Linked DNA regions of Capsicum annuum: region 2 is linked to region 1. Evidence: chromatin contacts called from public Hi-C data. All regions are on one chromosome and are shown on one strand. The core of a region is the stretch at or near the end of the contact, and the rest is flanking DNA. Distances in the headings are between cores, read along the strand shown. Region 1 holds the start of LOC107850964 (tryptophan synthase beta chain 2). Region 2 has its middle 11 kb from the start of LOC107848862.

Region 1 (4,384 bases), core at 520-3,019:
GAGTAACGTATTCAAAGGGCAAAAGAGTAAAATTTTCATGAAATTTATCACCCCTAATTAATTATTATGGTCATTTAAGCATTGTGCCACATAAGTTGAAATAGAAAAAATATTATAAATACAATGATAAAAAATTTAAATTATTTATAAAATATAATTGCCTATCGTTGACACAAAACTCTGGACAAGGAGAGTAGCATATATTATTCAAAAAAAATTATATAAAAAGTATTATAAATTACAATAGTTAACAAATTAAAATATCTAAGAACAATTTAATATGTTATATATTTCAAAAAAATTACATGAGAAATACTAGAAATCACAATAATTAACAACTTAAAAAATTTAAAAGATATAAAATATTTGGTCGACTTTTGAAGTTATATTAGTGTCACTGAAATTGGAATACAAGAAAAGTATTATAAATCACAATAATTAAAAACTTAAATTATTTTTAAAACATAATTGACTATCAATGCCATAAAAATTTAGACAAGAAGAGTAACGTATTTAAAGGGCAAAAGAGTAAAAACAAACAAGAGATAAATGTAGAGAAATCAAGAAGCACCAAATGGATTATTAACATTTGTAACATTCAACACATTTCTAAATGTTTCCAAATTCTTCTTGAATCAACACATATACATAATAAAAAAAAAATAATAATAATGACATTTTATTATATCACCCCTAATTAATTATTATGGCCATTTAAGCATTGTTCCACATAAGTTGAAATAGAAAAAATATTATAAATTACAATGATAAAAAATTTAAATTATTTTAAAAATATAATTGGCTATCGTCGACACAAAACTCTAGGCAAAGAGAGTAACATATATCATTCAAAAAAAATTATATAAAAAGTATTATAAATTACAATAGTTATCAATTTAAAATATCTAAAAATAATTTAATATGTTATATATTTCAAAAAAATTACATGAAAAATACTAAAAATCATAATAATTAACAACTTAAAAGATTTAAAAGATATAAAATATTTGGTCGACTCTTGAAATTATATTAGTTTCATTGAAATTGGAATAGAAGAAAAGTATTATAAATCACAATAATTAAAAATTTAAATTATTTTTATAATATAATTGACTATCAATGCCACAAAAGTTTGGACAAGAAAAATAATATATTATTTGAAAATTACATAAAAATATTATAAATTACAATAGTTAACAAATTAAATTATCTAAATACCTATTAAAAGTATGATTGATTATCTAAATTCTATTTGTGTCATATAAATTGAGATAAAAATTAATATATTGAACCCGTGCTAGATCTCGAATAAATCTTAAAATGTATATGCAATTCTTTTTTTAAAAAAAAAACTTTCATTTAAATATATCAAAATCGAAAAGGTAAATTTTAATGCAGTACGTTAAACAATGTATAAGAACTAATGTTAACATAAATAATACCAGCATTTATTAATAGAAGCATTACTAATACAAATATTACTAATATATTTTATTCAAAAAGAAAATTTATACATTATAACAAACGACTACTACGTTTCAATAGAAGGAATATCTACAAAAGAAAAGTTTGACAAAAAATTTACAGAAATATATTTTATAAGTATATTTTATCGTACCAATGAAAATATTTTACTGCTCAAACTTTCTACTCCAACATAAATTCTAAAGCTTAAAAATTGCAATCCATATATTTTATTATTGGACCCGTGCTGACACGGATCTTTCACTTCTAGTTTTTAATACATTACATCAAACACCTAATAGAAATGAGTTAAATATAACTAATCTCATCATTTATCATTTCAGTAATAGGAATTGCCAAACTACTTATAAGTACAATAATTAAATAATACTGTGCTCCTAAAGACTGTCAAAGTACTACTAGTACTTAGTGCTGTGGTGTTCAATCTTATTTGATTTCTACAAGCAAGTTAGTGGAAGAGTTCTGCAGAAATGTCACTATCACTCCCAAATCTGTATGCAAAAGGTCATTTTTTGTTAATCTTTGAAGTTGATTCTAATGGTGCTTTGGATGTTGTGCTGATTCTTGATTTTCTTTTAGTTACTGTGCTCTTTTTCTTGTTTCCTATTTTAGGTATATTCCAAATCTGTATGCAAAAAATATTTTCTTCATGTTTATTGAGCTTAGCTTAGAAAGTTAATAGGTAGGAGTAAGTTGTCTTGTTGATCCATCCATACTAGTTCTTTCAATTTCTGTTACTATATGTTGTTTCTTTGGTTTCTGTTACTATATGTTGTTCTTGTACTTTGAATATCATGTTATTTTGTGTTCTTGTACTTTGACTATCGTGTTATTTTGTGTTCTTGTACTTCGACTATCGTGTTCTTTTTGTGTTCTTGTACTTTGACTATCGTGTTATTTTTGTGTTCTTGTACTTTGAATATCGTGTTATTTTGTGTTCTTGTACTTTGACTATCGTGTTATTTTGTGTACTTAGTAGGCGTTTGACCATAAATATTTAAAAAATTTGAAGTTGGAGTTGGAATTGTGTTAGGTCATGTGTTTTTAAAAGATGTTTTTAGACTTTTGAATTTTTTTTTAAAAATTTAATATTATGTCCTAAACCTTTAAAAACTATCAAAATTACTCAACTAATTTATCTACTGATTTAAATGACTTTAATGTCTCAAGAAATTACCCGACAAAAAAATATTTTGACGATTTTGACTTTGATTCACAAAATGCATTCCACAATATATTCTGACGAAAAAATGTTGGTTGCTCAGGGCAAATGCAACACAAACAATTTACTTGCCCCGTAAAGTTGCATTTATTATTAGTTTGCATAATTAGTTCTGAATCATGAAGTGCTTGCCTGGGCAACTTATTGGCCATATACTTATCACAAGAGGTGAAGGTTGTAATTTATATTGCTAATCTTAGTGCTATGCAACTACTTTTGACATTTTGATTGCTCATTGCAACACATAAAGAAAAGTTAGCAAATAAGTTCTGAATGTAACATTTTTTGCGCTGTTTAAGTGATATAAGACTGCGGATATGTGTTCCAAATTGAATTTGCAGAACTCTCGAGTTATTCCGATCTAGTGCAGTTAATAAGCTTTGTGTAATATTATAGTGAAAGAAAAATACAAATAGTAGTCGGCATTTGTTTATGATTGTTGGTTGTGGATTTGTGCAATTAATAAGGGCTTTGTGTAATATTAAAAAAAATTGGGGTTATATGTAATAATAATAAAAGTTGAAATTGGAATTGGAAAAAAGTGAAACAACAAAAAGTTGTTTTTACTTTTTGGAATATCTATGGCCAAACACCACAAATTCTATAAAGTGAAAAAAAAAATCGGAAAAAAGTGAATAATTTCTATGGCCAAAAGGCCTCTTAGTGTTCTACTGCTATCTGTTTTTTTTTTTGTTACTGTCTTGTACTTGTATTACTTCTTTTTGTGTACTGCTTTAGACTATTTTTTCTTTGAGGCGAGTGTCTATCATAAGCAACCTCTCCATTTTCGAGGTAGATGTAAGGTCCGTGTAGACTTTGCCCTCTCACTTTGTGGGACTATGCTGTGTATGTTGTTTGTGTGGTGTTTAAGATTGTCTCTTTGTTGTGTTCTTTTCTGGGTGTCTCTCAAATTTGTACGCAAAAAGGGTTAGAAATGATTCTAATGGTGTTGTACATTGTTTCTGTGTTGAGCTGTTCTTGATTTTAGTTTCTCTAGTTTGCTCTTTTTCTAGTATTAAAAAAGTCATTTTTGTTGCTCTGCTATGCGCGGAGGTCTGGGAAGGTCCGGACTACAAGGGTCTATTATATGCAGCCTTTACCTTGCTTTTTGTTTCCAAGGCTTGAACCCGTGAGCTCATGTGAGGGGGTAAAATATAATGTTATGATGCTTTAGATTGTCTCTTTATTGAGATGGTTCTTGATTTTCCTTTAGCTACTTTGCTCTTTTTTTAGCGTCTGCTTTGGGTGTCTCCCTTATCTGTATGCAAAAATGTCATCTTTGTTGCACGGCTATGCGCGGCGTGAAGGTCTGGAGTACAAGGGTCTATTGTACGCAGTCTATACAAGTACTCAACCTTACCTTGCCAAAGGTTGTTTCTACGGCTTGAACCCATGAGCTCGTGTGAGGGGTAAAGAAAATATAATAGTGCTTTGGACGGTCTCTTTATTGAGCCGGTTCTGATTTTCCTTTAGCTACTTTGCTCTTTTTCTAGTTTTCTGTTTTGGCTGTTTCCCAAGTCTGCATTCAAAAGCTTACTTTTGTTTTGCCACGAAAATTCCAAATTCAACTTGAAGTTGTATTTCAAATTTGGAAGACAAACACTTTTCACTTTGAAAGTTGTATTTAAATACGTTTAAATTAAACATGAATATCATTCCAAATATTCTTTGCAAAGC
Region 2 (4,384 bases), core at 719-3,218, 52 kb after region 1:
AACATAATTTTTTTTATGCCCATGGCTCGAACTCGAGACATCTAGTTAAGTTTGGAGTAGTATTGCTACTGCACCCCAACTCATGTTGGTTATTTTTTTAATTTTTATTTTTATTTTCACTCGATGTCCGGTACCCTCCTTGGAGCCCCGAATAATTCGAATCACGCACTGCATGGCTCATTTTGAGGGTGGTGCTCTCAACAAGATTTTCTCAATACCCAGGACTTGAACCCGAAACCTCTGATTAAGGGTGGAGTAGTCCCACCGCCACACCATAATTCATTTTGAATGTGGCGTGTGTCATACAAAAATAACTAATATAAATATTTATCACAAATATTCATATTAATTAATGTATAGTCTTAAGTCTTGAAAAATAATTTAGTAAATAAGTCATATAATTTTGAAAGCAAAACATGAAATGAAATATATTTTTCTCTTGATATATTAAAAATAAAAGTAAAAATATATTTATATACTGGATAAATATGATAAATAAAAATTTATATTTAGTGAAAGTAAATCATTTTTAGTAAAATTTAAAGATCATTGTCTAAAATATGAAACCTTTAATTTAACAAATCTAAATTTAATTAAATTACAGAATTACCCACTTTAAAAACTCCTATAAAACAATGTCATCATGCCTATATAAAGAACTTGCTAAAATAAGAGTTTTCAATATTTAACCAAAAAAATAAAAAAGAATTTTCCTAAAAAGGGAACTTTAACAATGATGTCAATAAAGTGATCTAAGCAACTTACCACTATATTCTATTTGCAAGTATATAAAATTTTGTGTATTCCAAGTTACGAGGTACAAGTTGAGCAATTTTTTATTTAAAGTGTGTTGGACGATAGTATTTTTACGATAAATAAGTGATTTTTATTGATGTTTAATGAATAAAAAATATTTTAATTAATATAATTTAGATAAATATTACGGGATGAAGTGCAAAAAAGTGTGTTGTATGGAGGTGCTGGGGGTGAGGAATATCAACTACAGAAAGGTGTGGGAGCGTGGGAAAAAATAATTAATGCGTAATGTTATTTATAAAATTTATTTTTTCTATTTTTACTCAAAAGCATTATTTTATTTTTTCTAGATAAATATTTTAAAACTTTTTATCAATCAAACACGAATATTCACATCAAACTCAACTCTAATTCATGATATTTAGTATTAATTTTAGTTTAAATATATCTCACATGACATAGTTAAACTATACATTTAAAAGATATTTGAATGCATTATACGTTACCTTAATTTAAAGTTACAATATTTAAGCTTTTTTCTTAAACTTTTTATGAGTTAAAAAATTAAAGCATATAAAATAACTTGTCATTACCAAAGAATGTAATGCAATAAATAAAGTTACTTCTCCCTTAATCAGAGGTCTCGAGTTCGAGTTCTGAATATGAAAAAAACCTTGGTAGAAAGTGCTATTTCTCGAATAAGGTTCTATCGGATCTGAATTTGAATTAATCGAATTTCAATACGGGTTTCGGACACTAAATGAAAAAAAAAAAAAAAACTTGCCCTTTTGGTAGTAAATGGACTTCTCTCTTTTTCTTTTCTTATTTTTGGAAACTTTGACAATTATACATTGTCATAATTGTACTCCCTCCATTTCGTTTTATTTGGCCTTCTTTCTAAAAATATTTGTTTCAATTTCGTTGTCCCTTTGATGAAATCAAGAAAATTTTATTATGTTTTTCCAATACTATCCTTAATATTAAATAACTAAATAAAGTGTATTTACTCACATTTATATTTTTAAAGCATAGTTAATAAGGTTAATTTGATAAAATAAATTCCTTAATTAATATTTTTTTAATAGGTGTATCAACTGTCAAGCTCATAGGGGCCAATTAATATGAAACAGAGGCAGTATTTGGGCTATTTTTATTGAAATATTAAAAAGAAATTGCTCCTTTTTGCCTCGGTGAGCGTGCTCACCTGAAGGTCACGTGCTATGTGGATTGCATATGCTCAACAATATTATTATGCTTGAATAAACTCTCATCACTCTGTTCATAATTCAAAATTTAAAATTTATAAATTTTTATTATAATAATAATTTTTAAATACATTATTTCAAATTTAAATTAAATAAATTAATTAAAGTGATAAAAATATAATTTATTTTGATTATATAAAAATTAATTTTATATAAATATATTATATTTTCTGTATATTAAAATAGTTGATCATCTTTCTAAAAGTATTTATTTTAATTTAATTGTCTCTTTTATAAAATCAAGAGAATGTTATTATATTTATTTATAATAATTATTATTATTAAATTAATTAATTAAGTATTATACTTAAATTTATATTCTTAAAAAATAATTAGTAAAATTAGTTTGATAAAATAAATTTATAATAAAATTTTTAGTTAAGATAAATATCAAATTAATAAGAGTCAATTATTTTAAGTAAAAACAAAGAGAATAAGGAAAAGTATATTCCCTGCAGGGGACTTGTCGGTTACTTGACATGTTCTTTTGCGGATAGGAGTAGGGCAATTTACTAATATTTTTAATATGTAAATATAATTTTATACATATTTTATTTTTAAATTAATAGTAAGGACTGCGTGGACTTTTTTTTTCTAAGGCTTTTTTCTATAAAAAATACACTGATCGTGTTATTGTTATTGCAATATAACTTTTTATATAAAAATATGAAGATTATAATAAATAATAATTATTAACTCATAACATTAATAATATAGTAATAGGTTCAAAATTGAAAGTTTCTAAAATTGAACCTATATAACAAAGGGCTTAAACTGATGAGTTTCAAAGGATTAAGCGTTCAGTTGTTAAAGTACAGAGTGGAAAAATTAAGATAATAATTTGCAACAAATATAAGAGTTTCTCAAGTCATTTCGTTATAAGAAAGAACAAGAAACAAAGATTGGTTATTGCACACTTGCTGTTACGAGTTCACGCAAACCTAATAATTTTTATTCAAATCCAGTAAATAAAGGTGAATGCAATGTTTAAGTATTAGATTTATCTAAACCTTATACTTTCAATGCAAACCACTAAAATTATACTTAGAATATAACTAGTCTGAAATTCTAAATTTAGCAGGGCACCACAAATTTGGGAGGGAGGAAAATTTCCCAAAAGGAAAAATTAAAAACTAATTTTCTCCAAACCAAACAATCAACAAATACAATTAGAACCATAATTAGCATCAAACATTTAATTAATTGCTTTGATGAATATTATCTCAAATTAAATTTCATAAAGAAGCTGAAAAAAATTCTTTGTAAACCTCCTTTAGCATGTTTGCTTCTAAGCATTCATTTGAAATATTATCACATCCATTCACCAATTCATCTCCGGACTTTGTGTATAACAAAAACTTTAATACATCAAACTGTCCTTTGCCGTTCAGCAATTCATCAAACAACTGTCCTTTGCCGTTCAGCAATTCATCAAACAACTGAATTTTCTCATAAATTTCATCATTTTCTTCAATTTTTTCTTCATCAGAATATGAATTTTTATGTGGAATAAGCCTTATTGGTCTTGGAATATGCACTTGAATCTTCTCAACTACATCTACTTCATCTTTTTCCGCGCGCTTTTCTTCTGTTGCAGCAGGTTATCTGTCTTTCTTGACTTTTTACCTTGTCTACGCTGTTTCTCTTTTCTGTTATGTTTACATTTCTTTTTAGTAACGGATTTAATAATTTGTTTTGGAGTGGATTTTTTAAGTTTCGGTTCGAGTCCTGCAGCCTTGAGTTTCTTCAAAAGATTGGTGTGCCAATAATTCTTGATCTCGTTATCAGTTCTTCCTGGCAATCTTCCAGCAATTAGGTTCCATCAATCACCAAGGAGTGAATGAAGACGGATGATAAGATCATCTTCCTCTGGACTGAAATTTCCTCTCTTAATTCACGAAATAAACGAATTCAGAATTTAGAGTTAGGATAAAATTTTGTTGAACTATATCACTTATTTATTATATGTAACATTTCAAAAGAAACAATTGTAGACATCTAAAATTTGTGGGATTCTTCAAAAAGAATTCAAATTCTGTTAGAGTTCTAGGAGACCCTAAATCCCGCTTATTTAAAAGGTAACATATTCCCTGAAATAGACGTCTTGAATATCTCATAAACTGAATCATGAGATATTCATAAAGAGATCATCCTATGTTCGAGAAATACGCCACTAACTGCCCTCGAATTATGAAAAAAATCGAGAGAAGAATCAACCACTAACGGCCCTCGAATTACGAAAAAATCGAAAGAAGAATCAAGGGAGTAACAAATTTGTAACCACCCCGTTTATCAATAAAATTGTTGTTTCTCATATTTTTATTTGTGATTGAAGTTTATTTTCCATGTGTTGGAAGCAACTT

What was found. Hi-C and Micro-C count contacts between places; a contact is called where the count stands out from the background.
Region 2: a Hi-C map of placenta shows a contact between it and region 1, with 3 times the contacts expected there. The contact joins the enhancer-like site here to the promoter of LOC107850964 in region 1. A contact is called at or near these places in 2 of 5 Hi-C or Micro-C datasets (leaf and placenta).

Annotation. Positions count from the first base shown.
Region 1 is chr12:226,283,552-226,287,935 of UCD10Xv1.1, forward strand. LOC107850964 (tryptophan synthase beta chain 2) reads left to right here and starts at 1,770. Exons shown (of 6, transcript XM_016695827.2): 1 at 1,770-1,989. The coding sequence starts at 1,956.
Region 2 is chr12:226,335,128-226,339,511 of UCD10Xv1.1, forward strand. No RefSeq gene overlaps it. Among protein-coding and RNA genes, the nearest start is that of LOC107848862, 11 kb to the left of the region's middle. Within about 2 kb of position 1,969, at least 3 of the 5 cell types and tissues checked have an H3K27ac peak or open chromatin away from gene starts, as enhancers often do. A contact at or near this core is called in leaf, where this site is marked.